Regions from separate parts of the Sus scrofa genome. Here region 2 is linked to region 1. A link is a contact called in public Hi-C data. All regions are on one chromosome and are shown on one strand. The core of a region is the stretch at or near the end of the contact, and the rest is flanking DNA. Distances in the headings are between cores, read along the strand shown. Region 1 overlaps LOC110262151 (a long non-coding RNA gene). Region 2 overlaps MAML3 (mastermind-like protein 3).

Region 1 (5,004 bases), core at 2,484-4,983:
GGATTTGGTGTCAGGTTTGGATCCACCATCAAATGTGGGAGGTGAGAGGGTGGGACCGTCAAGGAGGCACCAAGAAAACCAGCTGGCATTCATCTACCTACCGCATAAACACAAAAGCCCCATGGACAGAAGCTTCCGAAAAGTTAGAGCCACCAACTCGGCCCCAAAGAACCATAGGATGTTTTATAAAAGAGAAGGGGAATGGACCCCAGAATGTGGTTTCACTGAAACCACTTTGAAAGCGTTTCTGCAGCCAGCCAGTCTGGAACAGGTATCCTGAAAGAGACCTCATCAGCAGTCACATCTGAAGGTCCAGCCACAGGAAGTCAGTCTGACAGTCTGCTGAGTCAGGTCTGGAATGCAGGTTATGTAAAGGCCCGGGGTTACATCAGCCAATGGATCCAAAACTCCCCTGACCCAGCAGCTTAACGTCATGGGCAAGGGGTGCCTTTGAGCATTGACCTCTGGAGAAATTTGATAAGCAGGCTTGGCTTTAGTCAGATAGGACAGCAACTACTGGGAAACTAGGGTTCCCAGATTTGTTCATCCTTTGATAACATCGGTCATTTCTTCTTGAGGAGTCAGTCCAGGGCTCGCCACCTGGTGGGCCTCTCAGCAGACTGGGTTAGGTTTCACTCTCCACAAATGGCATATCATCTCAATGGATCCGTATCGGAGCTGCCTTCGTGGCTCAGCAGTTAACAAACCCGACTAGGATCAATGAGGATGCAGGTTCAATACCTGGCATCACTCAGTGGGTTAAGGATCCGGCGTTGCCCTGAGCTGTGGTGTAGGTCGCAGACGCTGGTGTTGCTGTGACTGTGGTATAGGCCAGCAGCTCTAGCTCTGATTCGACCCCTAGCCTGGGAACTTCCATATGCGGTGGATGCAACCCTAAAGAGAAAAAAGAAAAAAAAAAGATTCTTATCTCCCCAGTACAGTCTGCATACCGCTTGAGGTGCCTTAAATAGAGATGCCATGAGAATAGGTGCTGTGTAAATAGTCCTGTGACGTAGGTACTTGTGCAGTTAGCGATGTGGCATCCTTGTGCGTGGAGAAATGAGGGCCATGTGCCAGAGGTACCAGATTGAATTATGGCGACTCCTACATCTGACCAAGAGCCTACTTTAGTTGCTGTATTCCATATTTAAATTTAAGCTGCAAATGAAGAAACAGTTTTTACAACTCTAAATACACTTTCTAGTACAGAGAATGGTGACTAAAGCAAAAGCAAGAATAGCTGCTTGCACCACGATTTGAGAAAACCGACATCCAAAAATTATCGTTTGTATGTGCAAACAACCACATGAGGACAATGGAGAAGCAGTGAGTCACCAGTATTCTAGCATTTACCAGATTCCAACACAATCTGAGGGTTTTTCCAAAGACGAGATCAGATATTCTAAAATTTACAGTAAACATTACCTTTGACGTGTAACCTTCAGTTCCTATCTGAAAAATGGGCTGAATCAAAACTTTACCAAAGAGTTATAGCCCAGCTCCAATGAATGATTTCAGTACTTTCCAAAGTATTGAAATACATGGGAATAATTCTTCACGTCGGAAGAGTACTTGAGGCTTTCAAAGCACTTTCACCTACATCCTCTTATTTGATCACATTTGATTCTTACAGAATCCTTGAGGCTTGGTGTTTATAGGTGTGTGGTGGTCATATTAAAGTATCACTGAACTGGGGGTCTTTTTGGAGAGACAGGATGAATCCCTACCTGGTTGGGGAAAAAAAAAAAAAAAAAACAGATGAAAACCAGGAGATTTTGAGATCCAGACTCCCTGTTAACATGTCACATGGCTGCTGTACAAACCAAAGCTCTTAAAGTACCAAAACTCAGCAGAAAGGTTTAAGAATTGCTTACAATCCAAGTGTGTTTTCTCCTTCTCTCTGCTTTTTAGAAGACAGTTTAAAGAGAGTTAGGGAATGTTCTGGCCTTTTGTTTTGAAACCTCCTAGGCTTGTTGTCTCTTTGTCTGCAGATTGTGAGATTAGTCTCTTTGCTTTAAACAGACCGAGCAACCTTTAAGATAAGCAGGCTTCCATGATGGGTTGACTTATTTTGGATGTGCAAAGGTGTTTACTGAGCTTCTCATGTACGACTTGAAAACTCTGCTGTCTCAGTGTGACACAGCTAAGAGTTGAAAGGGAAGCGCTGTCTGCTGTAGCGTGTTTTGGAAGGCGGCAGAAGAAAAATGTCTGTTCTAGAGCATGATCAGCTAGCGGCATCTCCCCAAGGACTGTTCATGAACCTAAGAGGAAGTCTTATTCAAGTGCCCAAGGGCAAACCACCTTGTCAAGGGACCACTGAGAACAGGTTCCATATAAGATAAGAGCCAGGTTGGCACTGGGGGTGGGCATGGGTGCTCAAGCTCTGTATCCCAGGAAAAGCATTTTCAGCAAAGTTGTGGATAATTGCATAGGTTTTACATATTAACCTATCACAGCAAAATAGCAAAAATCAATGGATTAAAATGACGTTCACTTGCCCCACCCCCCAACCCCCTGCTTCTCTGTACCCTGTACAGAGGGCAGTGGGTAAAAAGGGAATAAAAAGGCTGCCACCATCAAGGAAGCTTCTGCCCACCCCACCCCCATCCTGAGTTATCACCCATTTTGTGCACACAGCTCTCTGTGTGAGGGTTTCTCCAGCCAGAACGGAGGCCACCACGAGGGCAAGCCAGTCAAGACATCAAACAGCAGGTCATAATAGAAACCAGGGCTCCGGATGCCAGGGTCCTGGCTCCATCTCTAATAATTTGTGTGCCTTTGGACAAGGCATTCTTCCTCTTTCATGTGTAAAACAAGGGGGCTGGACTAAGAGTTCTCCAAGGCTCCTAAACAGTTCCTGAAAATTAAGATCCTTTTCGTAAGGAATGTGTAGGGAGGTTGTGAAAGGAAGCATAATTATCTCTGTTAGCTGTAAAAGAACACAGTTTGGAGGTGGTGTGAAAATAATCCACAAGGAATCCTTACGATGGGATGGGAAACTACACAGAAACGTAGAATTGTGTGTGCATAACGTGAGCAGAGGTATATGAGGCAATATAAAACCGGGCTCATGTAAGAAAGACCACAGCTTAAAGCAGAAAAAGTCAGGCTTTTGAACCGAAGCTGCGCCCTATCCTTTTTACAATCTCTCCCCATGATAATGTAGCACCTTGTGCACGCAATTAAATGTCAGCCACAGAAAACATTTCCCTTGGCTTTGTTGTTCCAGAACGGGATTCTTTTGTCTTCAATATAATGGATATGCAGAAACAATGATAGAACAGAGATTTTTTTCTAAAGCGATGACAAACACACTGCTGCTTCCTCCCTCCTTTCTCCGTATCCCCACCCCCCAAAATAAATCATTGTTTAAAAAAAATTCCCATTGTCTATTGTCCACGGAGATCAAGATCTGCCTAGGAACAGCGCTGGCGGGCTCGCAGCAGCCGTGAGCAGCCGGTAGGTGGCGCACGAAGGCAGCGCAGGCGGGGGCGCTGCACAGATCCCGGTGGGAGGGGTCTCGCCGCCCCCACGCCCGCCCGCCGCCGTCTTCCACCCGCTCCTAGCGTGCTAATTGCTGGATACTCTACTGGGACTTCGGTTAGGGGAAAAGAAAGCGGGAATGGGAGGCGGGGAATCTGGTTCCGAATACACAAAAGCCTCCAGGTCCCAGGGGCCCAGGAGCAGGGCGCTCCCTCCATCGCCCACCATCCCTCTGCTCTGCTCCGCCAGGGCTGCGGCCAAAGGAGCAGACAGACGCTGGAGGGTGGGGATAGTGATCTCGGTGCAGAGCCCCACTCCCCGGTGCCTGGCGCCTGCCTAAGCCTGGATGTCTTCCTCCTCAGCTCGCTCATCCCAGGCATCAGAGCCCAAGCCTACCCCAAACGCTGTCCAGCCAGGCGTGGGGCTGCGTTCTGACTGAGGTAATGCCAACGCCAGGGACAAGCCCTGGGGCGGGCCAGGTCCCCAAGCAGCAAGATCTGGTGAGCTTCAAAGCAGGAAGATCCCATGTGTCTGCCTGGGCCTGTCTGGTGCCATCAGCAAGCCTCCTTGCAGGAGTCGGGCAGATCCTACCCCTTACGTTCACCGGCTAGCCATGTCAGGTGACAGTGAAAGGGCCACGCGGTCCTCCGACCCCCAACCTCTGTCCAGTAGAACGTGGTGTTAAGGTTTTTGATGGCTCTAAAATCAGAAGCCTGGGTTGAAACGTGAGCATTGACACCTGGGGTTTTGTGACCTTGGGGATGTTCCCCAAGCTTCCATCTCCCAGGCTATACAAATCGGCAGTAATACTTTTAGGAATGTAGCGAGGATTTTTTAAAAGTGGTACTTAACTTAGTAGGAGACCAGGCTGGAGTAACTGTTGTTATTAACAACCTGACTCCTTGGAGAGGCAGGGGAAAGGGATGCAGTTTGCTGCCCTTGAGACAGATCTCGCATCACTGTTGCCTAGACTGAGAAGGGGGCCAAGAGGAGAGCCCAGAACATCCTCAGACTGGTCACTCCCAACAGAAGATCCCAGCCATCCTTCTGCAGCCCGCGGCCACCATCCCTCTTCCGGCCCCTGAGGCTGGGCTGGGCTGTGTTAGGCCCTTCTCCTCTCCTTCCTCTCCCTTGCATATACATGTTTTCCCCTCTCCATTGGAAAGTTCTGAGACAGTGTATAAACATGGGCTTTGGAGTCAGACGCGCCCAGGTTGGAATTCTGACTCCCCATGTGCTAGCTGGGAAGTTTGGGGATATGCTATTTCATTTCCCTGGGCTGCAGTTTGCTGCTCTATAAAATGGTGGTCATGAGACCTATCTAAACCTTCCTATAAAGATGAAAGGAGCTAATGTATATAAACAGCCCAGCATGTAATAGCTGTTCAGTAAATTTTTAAGTTTACCATTGGAATTGGGTTAGATTATTTTGCAGAACATAATGAATGATCACTGGAACTTATAGAGATACCCAACAAGTTGAACCCACAAATGACTAATAATTAGCTCTTCTACTCCCTA
Region 2 (4,806 bases), core at 2,140-4,639, 480 kb after region 1:
CTACCTGCAAGGAAAGTTAGAATTTGAATCCCTGTGTCTTGGGCAAGAGATAAGATAAGACTCTGTTTTTCAGAGTCAGGCTAGTAATTGTGAGCCTCGGCTTTCTGCTGCTGGATCCAGACCACAGCAATAATAAATGTAGTCCAGGTCTCTTTTCAGATGGGGGCTCCATGGAGGTCTCTCTTTGAATGTATACCTTTCTTTGACAAAGGGGCTAAACCTTGCCTGTAGACACTGCAAGAGCTAAGAATGGAAACTTTGTGGATTAGAGGTCAAAGATGTTGTAACTTTGTGTCTTGCTATGGGCAGAGTGGCTAACTGGGCTAGGTCTACTTCCATGTCCTCTGCTCCCCTCCTGCCAGGCACAAGGTCCTGTCCCCTCTCCACCTGGGGTCCATCCAACCTACCGGTCCTGTGTATCTTCCCTTAGAACCTGAGCACTCTCTAGAGTCAGGGGCTGTGCGGGTTGTCTATGTGTGGATGGCCACTCCAAGGACATGTGAAGCATCACAGCAATCTTCTAGACAGCCTAAACACAAGGGGGAAATGTTACCCTGAGATTGAGACCTGGGAGAGAAATTCTTAAGAGGCATTTTGTTATCTGGCAAATCATACCGGCAGGTAACTACCCACCCCACCTGCACTTAAGCCTCGTCCTTTCCCTGTGCTCTGTGCCTGCTCCAGAGCTAGAGCCTGAAGACTTGAGGCTGATTTTCAAGTCTGACAGTCAGGGCAAAGGAGTGATTGGATCATAACAGACAACCTGCTAGCTGTTGTTGCAAACAAGACAGACTCCTCAGACCAGGAGGAGATGCTTCCGCTCCTACTGCTCAAAAAAGGATGATGATTTTCAACCAAAGCTGAGATCGGAAATGGGAAAGCAAAACAAAAACCCTTCTCCCCAAACATCCTCTCACCTCCATTTTTTTCAAAAAGGCAGCAGTGGTGGTAGTGATGAGATTTGCTGATGAGAAATCCTGGGATGAAAATGTACCCCTGACTTTTGAAATTCAAAATACAGTTTTCTTAGACCATTTTTAGCTGAAATATAAAAAGAGGTGAGTTGAGCCTAAAGAGGGCCTGACTACCTCTTTAAATGTCTGTTTTTCTTGGCTGCACCAGGCCGAGCTCTGCCCTGAGGTCAGACAGAGAGAACAATGGGGGCGGGAACCCAGTGTGTCAGGTTTCACCACATGACGGAGATGTGGTCTAGACACAGTCCCATCAGTAACACAGAGTCAAGGGGATCTAAGGCTTAGAATCTCCAAGGAACAAAGGGGGAGTAACCCCAAAACTGCACCAAAGGCCATTTCAAGAGTCAGCCTGGTTTGCATTTAGTGCAGAGGCAACAGATGCTAGACGGTCCGCAGGAGACCTAGTGACCATCAGCCTGAACGGCCACTCCTTCCCTCCGAATCCACTGATTTTACTGGAGATGGAGAGCGACCCACAGGCAAGCGCCCGCCCAATAAGTTTCTCAAGCTTCTAATGCCACCTAGGAAGGGGCTGAGGAATTGTCACCCTCCCTTCTCTTTCATATTTAGGGGGAGCTCAGGGGACCTTAACCCCCTGTTCCTTCCCACTTAGCATTTGAAATATCACATGGGCAGTGAGCTGCCTTATCTTGGCGGACCGGAGTTCTTGCAGATGGATCCATCCAGAGTTCTGCCATCCAGAGTTTCTCGTATTTTTCACGGCTGTGTTTGGCATCCTATTGGCACTTCAGGGTAAAATCAAATTCCCTGTCACTCTAGTGACATGAATAATCCATCCATATTAATGAAACGATCGCTGTTCCTTGCCATGCCTTTTCCTATTCTTAAACTGATTTCAAATAACACGAATCTCTCACTTTTTTGGGGAGGGGGGAGTGGATTTTCTTATTCAACTCCACTGTGGGGGGGGGGATGGGACAAAGAGATAATGGAAGGCTGGTGATGCAAAATAACTGAAAAATAATTACTGCGTTGCTCCAAACTCTGTATTATTCATCCGTGTTGCAAGAGCCCCTGTTCAGTCCCACACTTGAGTGGCAACCTCACCAATTAGCACTGCCGCTGCGGGTCTGTGAATTGCATGTGAAAACAGAATTTGTCCAGAAGTGTTCATGCAAATTGTGCAACACGAACGTGGCCTCCGTGTCAAGTCCTTTCACGTGTTCTGACAGACTCGTGTCTTTCCAGATTTCTCTGATCGGTGGGGGCCCCCCCTTGACAGTTACCAGAGCTCAGAAGCTAAAGGAAACAGCTCCTGTTGCCACAAGTACTATGTCTGTGGTGAGGTTTACGAGCTGTTCCTGCAACTGGGTTTTTGCCTCGGAAAAAAAAAAAAAAAAAAAATCTGATTTTCACTCAGATCTGGGAGAAAACAGATTAGGAAGGAAATAATAATCTGTAAATATGTAATGTTAAGGCCCCCAAACCTATTCCTTGGCCCCATGGTGCTTGAGTAGCCATTTTTCTTAGTAGAAACTTTTTGAGCATTTTAGCATGAATATATGTTTCATATTTTAAAAATTGGTATTAAGGCAAAGATACCGGAAAAGCAAAAGTGTCAGATGAAGTATGAACTTTGCTGTTATTTTATAGAGTCAGGGTGTAGCATGTCTTTGTAAATAGAGTAACTATACATTTATAAACCATTGTTTTTCCCCAATGTGAAGAAATCCCTTATCTTTCCTGAAGAGGAAATTAATTGGTTCTCTTTGAGCTCTGTTTGGAGCTGTTAGGTTGTGATTTGAGGACCCGTCTGGAGGGCCTGGACGGGAAGAAGGATGTGCCCTGGGGGCCTCAGAGGCTCCGGCAGCCACAAGCATGCCCACATTCTGTTGGCCAGTGGCACTCACCCAAAGGGAGGCCCCAAGACATGCTGTCTTCTGAGGCCAGAGACAGAAAACCAGGGTGAGCTTTCAGCCCTTAAAAATGGCTGCCAGCAAACTCTCTGGTCAGGCTGAGCCCTTCCCGCTTTTTCCCCTGCCATGCCACAGCCCACAACCTCAGAAGCACTCACTTGCAGTGGCTCAGCTTTTCAAGGCTACTTGCATTGAGACTGAAAGAAAAAAAAATGTCACCTCAGGAGTGCCTTTGATCTTTACCCCCCAAAGGTAGAGACTACAGAAAGCACAGCTTTGGCTAAGAACGTCTCCCAGCTGCACCTCCTCCTGCTTTTCGGGGATGAGGATAGAGGCGTCTGCCAGCCAGGGTTTGTTCTTGGACTTTTCTCAGCCTGCTTCTTCTCCGGCTGCATCCTGCTCCCTCCATTTCAATCATTTGCATTTATGGGTTTTGCCTCCTCTCTCCCTTGCTGTCTGCTTTTGCCCTTCAGTCCCAGACAGCCTTGTCTCGGATGCTTTTGACCTGACTTCCATTCTTTTCAGCGTCTTGCCCCTCCTCCTGGTATGCAAGTGTTCAAATGCTTAATGCCTCTGTTTTGAGGGGTGGGCCTGTTTCTCTGAGGGCCCTAAAGAGAGGGATTGGATTGGCGAAGAGACTTGTGGAGACCAGAACCAGAGACCCCAACCTAGGAAGGGGCCCAGGTGCCCTGAGCCTCAATTCCCAAGGGTTCCCTTCTGGATGAGCTGGAGGCAGTGGTACAGAGAACCCAGGAACGGAGGGAACTCAGGTACCCCAGGCCGGGGTGACCCTGGGTCTCAGCTCCCAGCCCTCCAGCTCTACCCATGCATTCCTGCTGCTCTTAACAGAGATCATGATAAAATCGTGGTGGTTGTGGGGGAACAGGACTATCACACCAGATTTTTTAAAGTTCTTCCCCACCCCACCCCCCACCGCAAATGCATTCTTTTAATGAAGGGATAATGATGCTTGGAGGAAAAAAAACCCTGTCTAAAAAGAGGAAAAGTTTCCCCACGCTCTGTACCCTCCTCCTCAGCACACAAACTCCTAAATTATATTTCCTTTCTCAGTGTGCAAACTGTGGATTTGGTTGTAACGTGTAAGATTCTCAATGGATTTTTTTTTTCCCTCCACTTACTAACGCCTTTGAAAAGCAGCCCATTCTACAGAGACCACAGTTAAGTCCTGATCGCCTGCACATTTGCAGGGCAGGGCCCGGTTCTGCTCTCAGCCCCCCTTGCTGTCCCCAGAACACAGGCCGAAAGCCTGCGGGCTGCACAGCCCGGGCTGGTTCCAAACACAGACACCCAGAGGTGGCGCTGGCCTGTGGCCCCTGAGTGAAAATAGGGACCCGGAAGCCCAGAATCCTTTGCGTGAAGCCCAACAAGAGCTGGCTTGGCCCAACAGCCCCCTCCCACTAACGCTTTCCCTGGGCCTCGGGTTACCTTTGCTTGGTCAAAGGAAGGAGAGCGATCTGTCTCTCTGCTAGTTGTTTCAGAAAAGAAAATATAATCGTAGTTTGACGCATTACTTTTGGCGGATGCACGAACAGAAGCTCTTGTGTGAGAAAGGGAGGGGGGCGGGCGGGGGAGGGGCAGGCGGAAGGAAAACAAATTGGCTGCTTGCAGAGGTCCAGTGTCAGACGTCGGAGGAATCTTGTTCCTTCAGACACTCTGGAAAAGACCATGGCAACGAGGGGCCCAGCGAGCACGCGAGGGAGACGGATGGGGAGATTTGCGGCCCCTCCCTCAGATGAGAAGACTGAACAAATCGGTGAGGCAGTGGGTTTCCCGGAGCCCCGCGGTGATTTCAGAGTCCTGCCCGCCGCACGGCCTGCTTGGCCACCTTGTCTCAATAGGGGCAGGGAGATTTTCAAAGAGAAGGTTTTTCTCAGAAGAAACGCCTAGTTTCCAAGCTACTGATAATAAAGCATATTTTTACCTGGACATATTCT

What was found. Hi-C and Micro-C count contacts between places; a contact is called where the count stands out from the background.
Region 2: a Hi-C map of epiblast stem cells shows a contact between it and region 1, with 1.8 times the contacts expected there. The contact joins two enhancer-like sites. A contact is called at or near these places in 7 of 47 Hi-C or Micro-C datasets (embryonic fibroblasts, epiblast stem cells, liver and 2 more) and 2 of 2 datasets of contacts at active chromatin or transcription factors (alveolar macrophages and skeletal muscle).

The regions. Positions count from the first base shown.
Region 1 is chr8:86,796,633-86,801,636 of Sscrofa11.1, forward strand. All of the region lies in intron 3 of LOC110262151 (a long non-coding RNA gene), which reads left to right. Among named protein-coding and RNA genes, the nearest start is that of MAML3, 80 kb to the right of the region's middle. Within about 2 kb of position 3,734, at least 34 of the 83 cell types and tissues checked have an H3K27ac peak or open chromatin away from gene starts, as enhancers often do. A contact at or near this core is called in epiblast stem cells, where this site is marked.
Region 2 is chr8:87,272,667-87,277,472 of Sscrofa11.1, forward strand. The region is part of intron 4 of MAML3 (mastermind-like protein 3); the gene reads left to right. Among named protein-coding and RNA genes, the nearest start is that of MGST2, 120 kb to the right of the region's middle. Within about 2 kb of position 3,390, at least 7 of the 83 cell types and tissues checked have an H3K27ac peak or open chromatin away from gene starts, as enhancers often do. A contact at or near this core is called in epiblast stem cells, where this site is marked.